2 separate regions of the Callithrix jacchus genome follow, and region 1 is linked to region 2. A link is a contact called in public Hi-C data. All regions are on one chromosome and are shown on one strand. Each heading gives the region's core, a stretch centred on a gene start, on an enhancer-like site or on the middle of the called end of the contact. The rest is flanking DNA. Distances are from core to core; before and after follow the strand shown.

Region 1 (5,649 bases), core at 1,808-4,307, 570 kb before region 2:
CAATAGGAATGAGAGGACAGGCCCTTTGTCTTTCAAGAGGATACAACCTAAAAAGAGAAAGAGAATAAATTCTAAAATATTTTGTAAAGCCCATTATAAGCCACATAATACACACACACCATCACACAACATGTTTATAAATGATGTGAGGCTGTGGGGTTTCCTGGCATATTGGGCTGATTATTGATTAAGTTTGCTCAGAGCAAATTTTAAGTGAACTTTGAATGAAAGGGAAGAATTCATGACATTTACACGATTCTTTAAATCAAGAGTCAGTAAACTATGGTTAAAATCTGGCTTGCTGACTATTTTTGTAAGAGAAATTTTGCTGGATAATAGACATGTCCATTTGCTTATGTATTATCTACAGCTGCTTTCATGCAACAGTGGCAGAACTGAGCAGTTAAACCAGAGATGGTATTTCCTGCAAATCTGAAATAATTTACTATCTGGCAGTTTAAGAAAGAGTTTGCTGACCCTGCCTGAGAGGGGAGGGAGAAAAAAACAAGGGCAGAAGCAATGACTAGCAAGAAGTGATTATATTCCAATTGTAAAGTGATGGGGAGATGGATATGCATGTTTTTTATCTTAAATTATTTCTGAGACAAGGGTGGATATAGTTTAATATTAATATATAGCATGGTAATCATATAATTGTTGAAGCCTTGATTTCCTTATTTAAAAACTAGAAATGCTATCACCTACCAACAGATCTTTCAGAGAATTGCATGGGAGGGAAAGTCTTTTTCTCATGAAATGCGGCAGGGTTATTACCCTGGAGCTAACCTCTTCACTATCACTGAGTTGTGAATCATACGCTGTTCTTGCTGAAGCAGGGTCTACTTACATAAATATTTCCAACTTTTCTAAATGTTTCAGCACCTTCTTCTGAAGGAGGAACAAGATTGTCTTCTTTCATCATTCCTTAAGATTGTACTCTGGATTTCTCAATTTAGCTTAAGTGTGAACTAGAGTTTTAATCTGCGACGGTTTCATTGTGAATTTGAAAAAGAATATAAGAAATTTGACACTTCTTGAAATATGTCCTAAAACATCTTAGGACTTGTTGGGAATAAAAAATCATAATTTGAATATTCCTTTTTCTCAAAATTTCGAAAAAAAATATTTCTAGAGGACTACATTATCCACAAAAATATTCTAAGTACTCCCATGCTATAAAGTCCAGCTGTGAAACTAGTCCTACCTCATGTATAATGCACCAAAACCAAGCTGTGGAATTTAAAGTAATTTTAAGAATTATGAGTAGAGATGAACACATTTCCTTTTAAAGGTACTACTAAATTGAAGCTTATGCAAATATGCTATAGACATTTACATTCTTAAATTTCTAATCCTCCAACCCCTGCCTAGGATCTGAAATGTGCTTCGTGTTTCCAAGTACGTTCACATTATTGGTTTTATCCCATAATCTGATTTGGAAGACAGGGTGAAAGTAGTTATTCTTATTTTTTTCTGATTTAAAAACTGAGGCTCAGCTGGGGTAATGGGCCTATTCAAGATGCACATCAGAACTTCTGCTAATGCCCAGATCATTGGCAATACTTCAAAGGTCCTTGGAAAGGCACATTTTACATTGCATACAAACTGTTTTAAATGTCTAAGATTTAACTTTAAAATGAGGAATATATATCTGTATATGTATGTGTCTATACTCACATCTATTTAAACTATAAATGTAAATATCTATATATCTATATATAGACAGAGGTAGTCCACATCTATTGCATATTTATATGTATACCCTATGAAATAATGCCTTCATAAGAATTTTAAGTTTCTATCTACAGAAAGGTTGTGGAAATCACACTCACTCTCTATTATGCTGTTGATTATTGCTAAGTGTCCTTTAAGAGAAAAATTTGATGGCAGAGGTGGCCCATCTAGAGTGGCCACTGTGAAGACGTTGGCTGTGTTGGAAGAGGTACAGCTGGGACTCTGTGCTAACAGGAGCTGGGAACAGGAAGGAGTCCTGCCCCCTTCCGAGTTGGAGCTGGTAATCCCAAGTGTGTCCCAGTCTGGCTGAGTTGGGGGGGTTTTATGACCTATGAGGGAGGAAGTGCATGCTGATTGGTCCATGGGCAGCCATGGGTGGGCCTGGAAAAAGCAACCTCCCTGGGTGCAGCTGCAGTCACCCAGCCACAGCTGCAGACAGGGGCATCCCTGTGCTCTCGGGGCCCCAGGAAGCACTTCCCCCACTGCCCCAACAGGCTCAGAAGTGCCCTCTCCCACTATTAGCTTCTCACTGCTCCTAGCACCTGATTGAATTTTGGAGCAAAGATGAGGCCAAAACTGGGAGTCATTGCCACCTGGCCAGGTGTGCACACACTTGAGGTGGCGCTGACATGCCAGCTCCCTGCCACCTCGGCTTCCTCTGGACTTTGGACTGAGGAGTATGGGAAGGAGGCCAAGGGAACACTGAGGGCAGTTCAGCACAGGCCTGCAGATGCCCCTTGGCACAAACAGCCTGGGCACTGTGGAAGACAGGTAGGTGGTGGCAGGAGGCAGACAGGCACCTGCCCAGGTGCCTGATGCAGCCCAACCTTCAAGTAAGGGAAGGCCTGCAGCATGGGGACCAGGCTGTCAATTACAAATGGAGTCCTCAGACCAAAATAAGAACTTATGGTGTTTTTTCTGGGCTCACCTATGATTGCCCATGGGCCAATCAGCACACACTTCTTCTCTTCTGGGCCCATAAAACTCCCTGGACTCAGCCAGACTCCAACAGCTGTCAGGACTGCCAGTTGCAGGAAGGAGCTACCCATATCTGGTCTCCTCTCCACTGAGAGCTGGAGGCTCTTGGGGAAGACCTGCCTGCAGAAAATAGCTACCCACTACAGGTCTCCTGAGAGCTGTTCTGTCACCTCATGAAGCTCCTCTCCACTTTGCTCACCCTCCAGTTGTCCCACATAGTTAATTATTCCTGGATGAAGGACAATAACTTGGGACCTGCTGAATGTGTGACTGAAATAACTGACACAAACAAGGCTGAAACATGTACCCCTGCTTGCCATGTTGTGGGTAAAGAGAAGAAGAAAAGAACTAGAACAGCTGTGGCCCTTCAGGGAGCCAGGAACTAGGGGATCCCTGAGCCAGGGCTGTGACACCCTCTTTGGGGCTCTGTGGTTCCTGGCATCTCCAATCTTCTGGACATCATCACGTTCCCCTTGTCCAGATGCAGGTGTCTGCAGCAGAAGCCATGTGTGCTGCATCTGGTTCAGCAGTAGCCTTGCACAGAGCGGCACCCTGCTGGAACAGCTGACATGCCTGGCTGTGCACAGTGGCCAGATCCTGTGCTTGCTTGCCCACACACCCCTGCTGCTCCACGCCTGGCTTGCCCTTGGCAGATGGGGAATCAGGGCCAGTAATATGAGCTAAGCACAGCCTGCCGGACTGTGTGCGTGAGATGAGCCCAGTGGGCACAAGCAGTACTCAGGCAGAAGGTGTCACTGGCCACAGAAGTTTCCAGCTGGCAAAGCGACACCCCAAGGATCCCATGACAATTTCATGAATCATACTTATTTTCTTCCGTCACAGCAGCTGTAGGACTCAGTGCTTATGTTGGAGAAGGAAGCTACATTGTCCCTCAGTTCATGGAAATGTCAAGTCTAGAAGATGGAGGAGTTCCGTTAGTATCTCCAGAGACCCACAGCAAGTTACTTATGCTTTTATACACAGTGCATGATCACTGTCTCTTGCCAACTGGACACAATTTAAGCACCTTCTATGTGCCGCAGGGTAAACCTCTTCAGCAAGGAAGTCTACCCATAGGCACACACAGATGATACTTGTTTAGTTTTCCTGTGTTGGAAGGAACATTCACTATGCATAATGAGGGGTGTTGGATTAATGTGAGGTGTTTTCCAAAAGGGAAGGGATGTTCAGATGCTTGAAGAAACAAGGCACTGTGAAGGTGTAGTGAAAGTCATTTACTCACATTGATAAATTAATTGTTGTCATGGCTGTGAACACAGTCTGCAGAGTGCACATGGTGTGTGTGTGTGTGTGTGTATGTGTGGAATATACATGTGTATTTTAGGCACTGTTACTGCACTTATGTTTAATTTATAAGCCCAGTGAACAACACTACCTTGCCACAGATAAGCAGACAATCCTTCAAGTAGCCTTTTCTTTCCTCTTGGAGAGGAAGTCTCAAGTATGTGGATGTGTCTGTATGTAACCCCAAAACCCTCACTTTGTGTGCCAACTTCCCATTTCCATTAATTTTTGTTTTGTTTTATTTTTGAGATGGAGTCTCCCACTGTCACTGGGATTGGAGTGCAGTGGTGTGATCTTGGCTCACTGCAACCTCTGCCTCCTGAGTTCAAATGATTCTCCTGCCTCAGCCTTACAAGCAGCTAGGATTATAGGCACACAGCACCATGCCCAGCCATTTTTTTTTTTTTTTTTTTTTTTGTATTTTTGGTAGAGACGGGATTTCACCATGTTGGCCAGGCTGGTCTCAAACTCCTGACCTCATGATCTGCCCACTGCGGCCTCCTAAGTAGCTAGGATTACAGGCATGAGCCACAGCGCCTGATCTCGTTAATTTTTTATACTATTACTCTGGAATGCTCTGAATTGGAAACTAAGATGGACCAAATGAGAAGGTATCAATTTCATATTCAAGATAGTCTCACTTTAGAGACTTAGGGAATATGGGAGATACTCTTGTCTTAGTAAAAGAACATTTTGAAAGTACCTATTAAGAGGAATTTTATGGTCAAATTCCAAAACTAACTTAAAGATATATTTATGTCTTATTTCAGAAAAATCCATTTCTTTGATCAGCCTTCCGTGATGCTTATAATTTCCACTGTGAATATCATCATCCTTTTGGGTTTTAGTATTTTGTTTTAGAATGCCTCTAAGAATATGTATCATGTGCTAAGTCAGTATATTAAGTGTTGTGTCTTTGGGACTCTGTTTCTTATAGACACTGTTGAGTAAATTGGTGCATCTGAATAGTCTGTCCACTAAAGGAAATTGCACAGGGCAGGTAAGTTTTGATTCATAATAAGGACAATGCATTTATTCAATCACTCATTTATCCAAGCATTACCGGTTTCTTTGTTGAAAATGCTTTATTGATTTTTCACTCTGAAGGTTGAATGTTCACAGGAGATGCTAATCCTGGGTTTGGTGAAGGCAGTCACACCATAGTGTACCAGGCAAAGAGGAGCCTAAGTTTGCAGAACCAATATTCACAGTCAATACACCTCGTGAAAAGGGAAATTATGTTAGTCAGAGAATCAAGGTGAAGTTTATTCTACCTCTACCTTACCTCTGGGTGATCCTGACCACTGCCCACATCACTGGAGATCTAGGTGGCAGAGGAGACTGTGAGGTGTCTTAAGACAACTGTCAGTGTGTTGCCTACCCAGGAACACACACCAGGGCTCCTCCCTTACACTGTGGCTGCCTGCTGTGGCCCTCTTTAGGATTCTGGGTTATGGGCCCTGAGACAGGACTTTAATGTTAAGCCAATAAAATGATGCTTTAAAAAAAAAGATGTAGAAAAGACTAACAGACCATTAAAGCAAGTACAAGGACCCTGCAGATCCCATTCTTCTAAGAGTCAAAGACAAGATTTACCAGGTTCCCATGATCTGTGTCCCACCTCCATTAGTT
Region 2 (5,660 bases), core at 1,683-4,182:
AAAGTGTCTGGAATATTTACAGAGTCAGGTGCTTCATTCTTTCAAGGTTATTGTTCTCACATGCAGCTGCCACTGAGTAGAATTTCCTTAGAGGGAAAATCAAAAATTTCTGGTGGGACGATGGAGGCAGCGAAATTATACCCTAGGCTTCTAGGCTTTGTTTCTCCTGTACCTCCAGGCCAGGCACAAAATAAATACTCAATATGAATCACTATAAATAAAATGAAAACCAAAACCACAATGAGATACCATCTCACACCAGTCAGATTAGTGATTATTAAAAAGTCAAGAAATGACAGATGCTAGTGAAGTTGTGGAGAAATAGGAATGCTTTTACACTGTGGGTGGGAATGTAAATTAGTTCAACCATGTGGAAGACAGGTGGTAATTCCTCAAAGATCTAGAACCAGAAATATCATTTGGCCTAGCAATCCCATTACTGGGTATATGCCCAAAGGACTATAAATCATTCCATTATAAAGATACATGCACACATATGTTCATTGCGGCACTACTCCCAATAGCAAAGATATGGTATCCACCCAAATGCCCATCAATGATAGACTGGATAAAGAAAATGTGGTACATATACACCATGGAATACTAGGCAGCCATAAAAAGGAACAACATCATGTCCTTTGCATGGACATGGATGGAGCTGGAAGCCATTATCCTCAGCAAACTAACACAGGAACAGAAAACCAAACACTGCATGTTTTTGCTTATAAGTAGGATCCGAACAGTGAGAACACAGAAGGAGGGAAACAACACACACAGGGGCCTGCCAGGGGATGGGGTGGTGGGGAGGGAGAGCTTTGGGAAAAATTACAAATGCATGCTGGGCTTAATATCTAGGTGTTGGGTTGACAGGTGCAACAAACCACCATGGCACATGTTTACCTATGTAACAAATGTGCACATCCTGTACATGTACCCCTGGAACTGAAAATAAAAAAAAATAATAATAAATAAATAAATAAATAAAAGGAACTCTCCCAAACTGGATTAAATGTTAGGTCAACCCAGGGAGGTACACAGAACACCAATCTATAAAAGACGCTAAGGTATTCCTATAGACAAAATGAGACAGAGTGTGCCAGATGTGGTAGAACAAAAACTTGAATGAATTACTAGAGATGGAAAAATGAAGCCCCTGAGGATGTGCTCACATCTTAATAGATGATCCATCAACCACCATCTTAGGATGTAGGCCCAGTTAACCACAGACCTTTTACATGGTTGACCAGCACATGCAAGTTTGAAGCCAGAGCTGAATCGCTTGGAAAAATAAGAAGAATAAAGCTAGTGCTGTCTCCTGAGACCCTCCCACTGACACTTTGCTGGAAGTGGTGCAGGTCCCTCTGCAGTAGCTAAGTGTGAACACTGTTGAATGTCAATGACAGAAACCATGGCAGGCACTTCACTGAGAGGAAAAAGTGTGGCTCCCATTATGGGGAGTGGGGAAGGAAGACTGGCAATGGCTTTACCCTCAGTGGCAAAGGTTGAGGTGGCCCCAAGATTGAAATCATCCTGAAGGTGTTAACACTTCAAGTCTGTGTTCAAACTTGGCTGCCTTCTGCTGCAGAGGATTTGCCTACAAATAATAACAAGAATAATAACTAGAGTAATACCTGCCACCTTTTATTTCGCATTCACTGTGCCCTAGGCTAAGCCTTTATGAGGCTCTTCTCATTACATCTTTTTAACAACCCTATGAGGAGGGTATTATCCTTCCACTTTACAGCTGAGTGTTAACAGGGCCTAAACGTACCAAGGAAATCCTCAAAACATGGCTGATGTTTAACATCTCCAATAAGTTTGCACACCCCATTGTTTGTCACCCCGCCCCAGGGTACCACAGGGAACATATGTACATTTTAGCATCCTTGACAACTTTAGATGATATCATTGTAACTTTTACCTATTCTGTTTCATTTACCTTTAAGTCCCCAAATCAGGTTTGAAATTCCTTTGCACTCACACATAAAGAATTTTTATATTACTACCCATGGCTTTAAGCAGGAAAAAATCCCTCTCCACCATGTGAGTGACTCTTAACTTGATGTTCGGCGTAACAGCCCTCACATTGTGCCATTCCATGTATATACTCAAGGGCAGAAAATAAATAATAAATAGTAGCATTTCTTCTGTTTGCTTTGCACCATCCAAGATGTCAATCATAGTGTGGGGAGTAACGCCTTCTCCCCACTGACATTTAGGTGCAACGCTGAAGGACTATTTCTCCAGCTAGCACGTCAACGCAGTTCTCTAATATCTTAAAGATCAACCTTAATAACAACCATGATGGCAAAGGTATGGAATTTTATCAGTACAAGGTATAAAAAAAGAAAGGTTTTGAAATATGAACAACCTTATCATTGATTTCTTTTTTTTTTTTTAGGCCCAAAGAACATATACTGTTCAAGCTATGGGGACAAAAATAAATTGTTGCCAGAGGCTGCTCAAATAGAAACCAGTAGCACCTTTCCGGGTTCAATGTACTTTTTTGTTTCTTTTTCCTACCCAGACTCTCAAAGGGACAAACACAAGCAGGAAAGTGAACCTGGAAAGAAGGGGTTAATATAAGCTGCACAGTGCACTCAGTGATGCCTTAAATAATTGTCACATGTCCCCTATAATCTGTCCCATGCTGTCAGCACTGAGTTAGTCATAATAATATCAGATAAGAGCTGTTCAAAGTGACACACTAACCAACATGGGAGCCACATGACTTTCTGGCTTGGCTACTGCCCTTCAGCTGAACTTTGGCTTAGAACGCAAGGCTCCCAGAGGCACCCCGGCACATGCCGCCACGTGGAGTGTCCGGTGGCATTTTCCGTTGCTAGGGCCTCTGTTGTTTCACAGTCTGGTGAGGGGCAGCTGGGGCTCAGTGACAGGGAGTTGCCTGCTCACCCCACCTCTCAGGCCAGGGAAAGGGAACTGGCTGCTGTGGTGGCCGCTGCCTTTCTGAGCTTGTGCTGAGACTCCCTGTCCCCTCCACAGTTGATTAGTTTTGCAAATGTGTGTGTCACGCGTTATGCCAAGAGCCGCAGCAGGGAAACTCGGACCCCCAAAGGGAGTTTGTGCTGGAAGAGGTAGAGAAGGAATGTGACTCTTGGCTAAGAGGATACAAAGGCAAGGGCAGGAAGGAAGGAGGGGTAAAAAAAGGAAGGAAAGTGATTACCTCTGGGTGGAAGGTTACTTAGACTAGTTCTGTTTTATTTGTGCTTTTCTGCATCCCCCACCCCCCTACTTTTTTTTTTTTTTTTACCTCTAGTATATTTTAGATTTTTAATTTAAAAAGTTAAGGTATATATTTTTTAAAGGAGAATAAAGGAACAAAGCATAGTGAAAAAGAGGAAGAAAGGAAGGTGACCCATTCACTCACTGATTCATTCACAAAGCAGAGAGCAGAAAGGAAGCAAGAATCCAATGTCATCTGACATTGGATTTGAGAACATTTATTGGCAGTGTGCCTCTGGTGTACTTACCTAACACCTCTCTCTAAGCTTTATTATCCTCAGCAGTAAAATGGAGAAATAATACCTAATTTACAAGACTGCTGTGGGGATAAAAAGAGGTGATATATGCTAAGTGGCTAACAAGTGGTAGGTGTTCAATAAATAGTAGCTCATGGGAAGCCACAGAAGCTATGATGATCTTTGGAGTCAGAGGTACCCAGATCCAAAGTCTAACTCCAGCACTTACTATCATGTGACCTCAAGCAAGTCATTTCACCTTGCCGAACCTCAGTCTCCCATGTGCAAAATGGGGATAATGATACCCCACTGTCAGCGTTGTTAAAAGGAGTTACCGTTCATGCTCTACACTTAGCACAAAGTCAGGCAGTAGTTATACAGTAAATTGTAACAGGGGTTGCCATAGTGGTGGTGGTCATGGTAGCTAGGAATAGAAAGAAGGAAAATCCATTTAGTTATTCAACAAATGGAAATAGCAAGATATATAAGTAAAAGTAATAATCAGACAAAAAGGGAAGAGATAACTAAAAACCAAAGGTACCGATCAATAAAAATTGGAAGAGTCTAAAAGGACCCAAATTCATGAGAAGACAGAAAACAACAGAGAATGTTGTTAGTGGGACTAATCTTACCTCCCTTGGCTGGGAATTATCTAGTCCATCCTCCTTCTGCCTCCAGGGAGCTAATGCTATACTTCCATTTTACAGATGGAAGTGTAGACATCTCGAGTGACTTTTCCCAGATCACACTAGTTAAGTAGCATAGAAGGGGCCAAAGCTCAGGAGTGCCCCTAGTGTGCTCTTTTAGGAAAGGCATTGCTAAAACTACATGAAAGTAGAGAAACATTAACAACTAAACAAAAAAGCGACAAATGTCAGCAGAGAAAAATCATTGTTTACATTAGGGAAAATGGAAAAGAAAAAGTAATGTTTCTTTAAAAAATTAAAAAGTGGTATCTTAAAGAGAATTTTTTTTTAAAAAATGAGAAATAAAAAATTGTATTTACTAGAAAGGCATCTTATTGGAGATGAATCATAGAAGGTAGAATTTCATGGAGAACTTAAGCGGGAAGAATTCCAGTTGGAAGGAGGAAAGCAAGACTTTCCTTGCTCATGTACTCAAGTTTGATTCCTCAGGGTACTACATATTCTAAGATTTCTCTGACAAAATTCCGTAGCTATTTGCTCCGAAGGCAGAAGGCCAGGAACACATAGAGTCTAGGAATCAGTCTTGCTGTTCTAGGCTGCTAACATTAGACAGGTGCTTCAAGGAGAAGAAAGAACACTTGTGTTGGCCAGTTGGGCAGACTCTTCCCAACAAGTGGTGACTCTAGTGGGATACAAATCAGAAACCCCTAAAGGGAAAGTGAAGTGCAGTAGGCAGGAATTGGGGCCAGCCAATCTCTGGAGTCTCTTCCCAATTCTTCTGGTGCCAAAACGTCTGAAAGCTCTGTGATTTTTTTTTTAAGTAGGGGCCATTCCCTTTCCAGAAACCAGGCAGAGTGCTGGAACAGAAAACAACCACAAAGAATGAAGTCTACCTCTTTCTTTTGTTATTCAAGAACTGGGTGGAATGGGCCTCTCCCTAAAGCTCACCACCTTCCTTGCATTTTTCTCCTATGTAGAAAGCCCTCAGTTTGTTCTGAAGAATCGATAAAGTAAGCAAATCTATGGGATGCATGGTAAGTTATACTATTATTTTCACTTTGCTTCCAGGAGTATGTGTTTGCAACTTCCTCTTCCCTACCACACAAATAGTTCTTTTGGTGGACCAACTCTCAACCTCACCTCATACCAGCTGAAGGATTCTGAAACTTAAGCAAGAGAAACTCATGAGAAAATGGGTGACAGAGGAAACTGGAGAATGAAAAAAAGGGAAGAAACATGATTGAGTATTAAGGAAAATAGCCTACTGGCCCAGCATACTCTGAGAGGTTAGAAAGCATTTTATTTCAGACAGCTTTCTGGCTATCACCTGAAGTTTATGAGAGCTAGCCTTGCCTGTGCCATGTGTATAAATCATCTCTGCCCATTTATTAATAATCATAAGGCCTGATTTTATATAGAGTTCTTTAAAAGGAATTTTTATAGACATCACCTAATCATTCATATGCCACAGGGCATCAGCAGCTGCCAGCCACTCATCTGCCCATGTGAGCAAAGCTACTCTGTCTTGGGTTAT

What was found. Hi-C and Micro-C count contacts between places; a contact is called where the count stands out from the background.
Region 1: a contact with region 2 is called in a Hi-C map of skeletal muscle, with 7 times the contacts expected there. The contact joins two enhancer-like sites. A contact is called at or near these places in 2 of 3 Hi-C or Micro-C datasets (both in skeletal muscle).

What each region holds. Positions count from the first base shown.
Region 1 is chr3:170,494,994-170,500,642 of calJac240_pri, reverse strand. LOC108590988 (a long non-coding RNA gene) reads right to left here. Exons shown (of 4, transcript XR_001910756.5): 3 at 1,833-5,649; 4 at 1-47. Among named protein-coding and RNA genes, the nearest start is that of GBA3, 700 kb to the left of the region's middle. Within about 2 kb of position 3,057, at least 2 of the 16 cell types and tissues checked have an H3K27ac peak or open chromatin away from gene starts, as enhancers often do. A contact at or near this core is called in skeletal muscle, where this site is marked.
Region 2 is chr3:169,929,728-169,935,387 of calJac240_pri, reverse strand. All of the region lies in intron 3 of PPARGC1A (PPARG coactivator 1 alpha), which reads right to left. Among named protein-coding and RNA genes, the nearest start is that of PPARGC1A, 550 kb to the right of the region's middle. Within about 2 kb of position 2,932, at least 4 of the 16 cell types and tissues checked have an H3K27ac peak or open chromatin away from gene starts, as enhancers often do. A contact at or near this core is called in skeletal muscle, where this site is marked.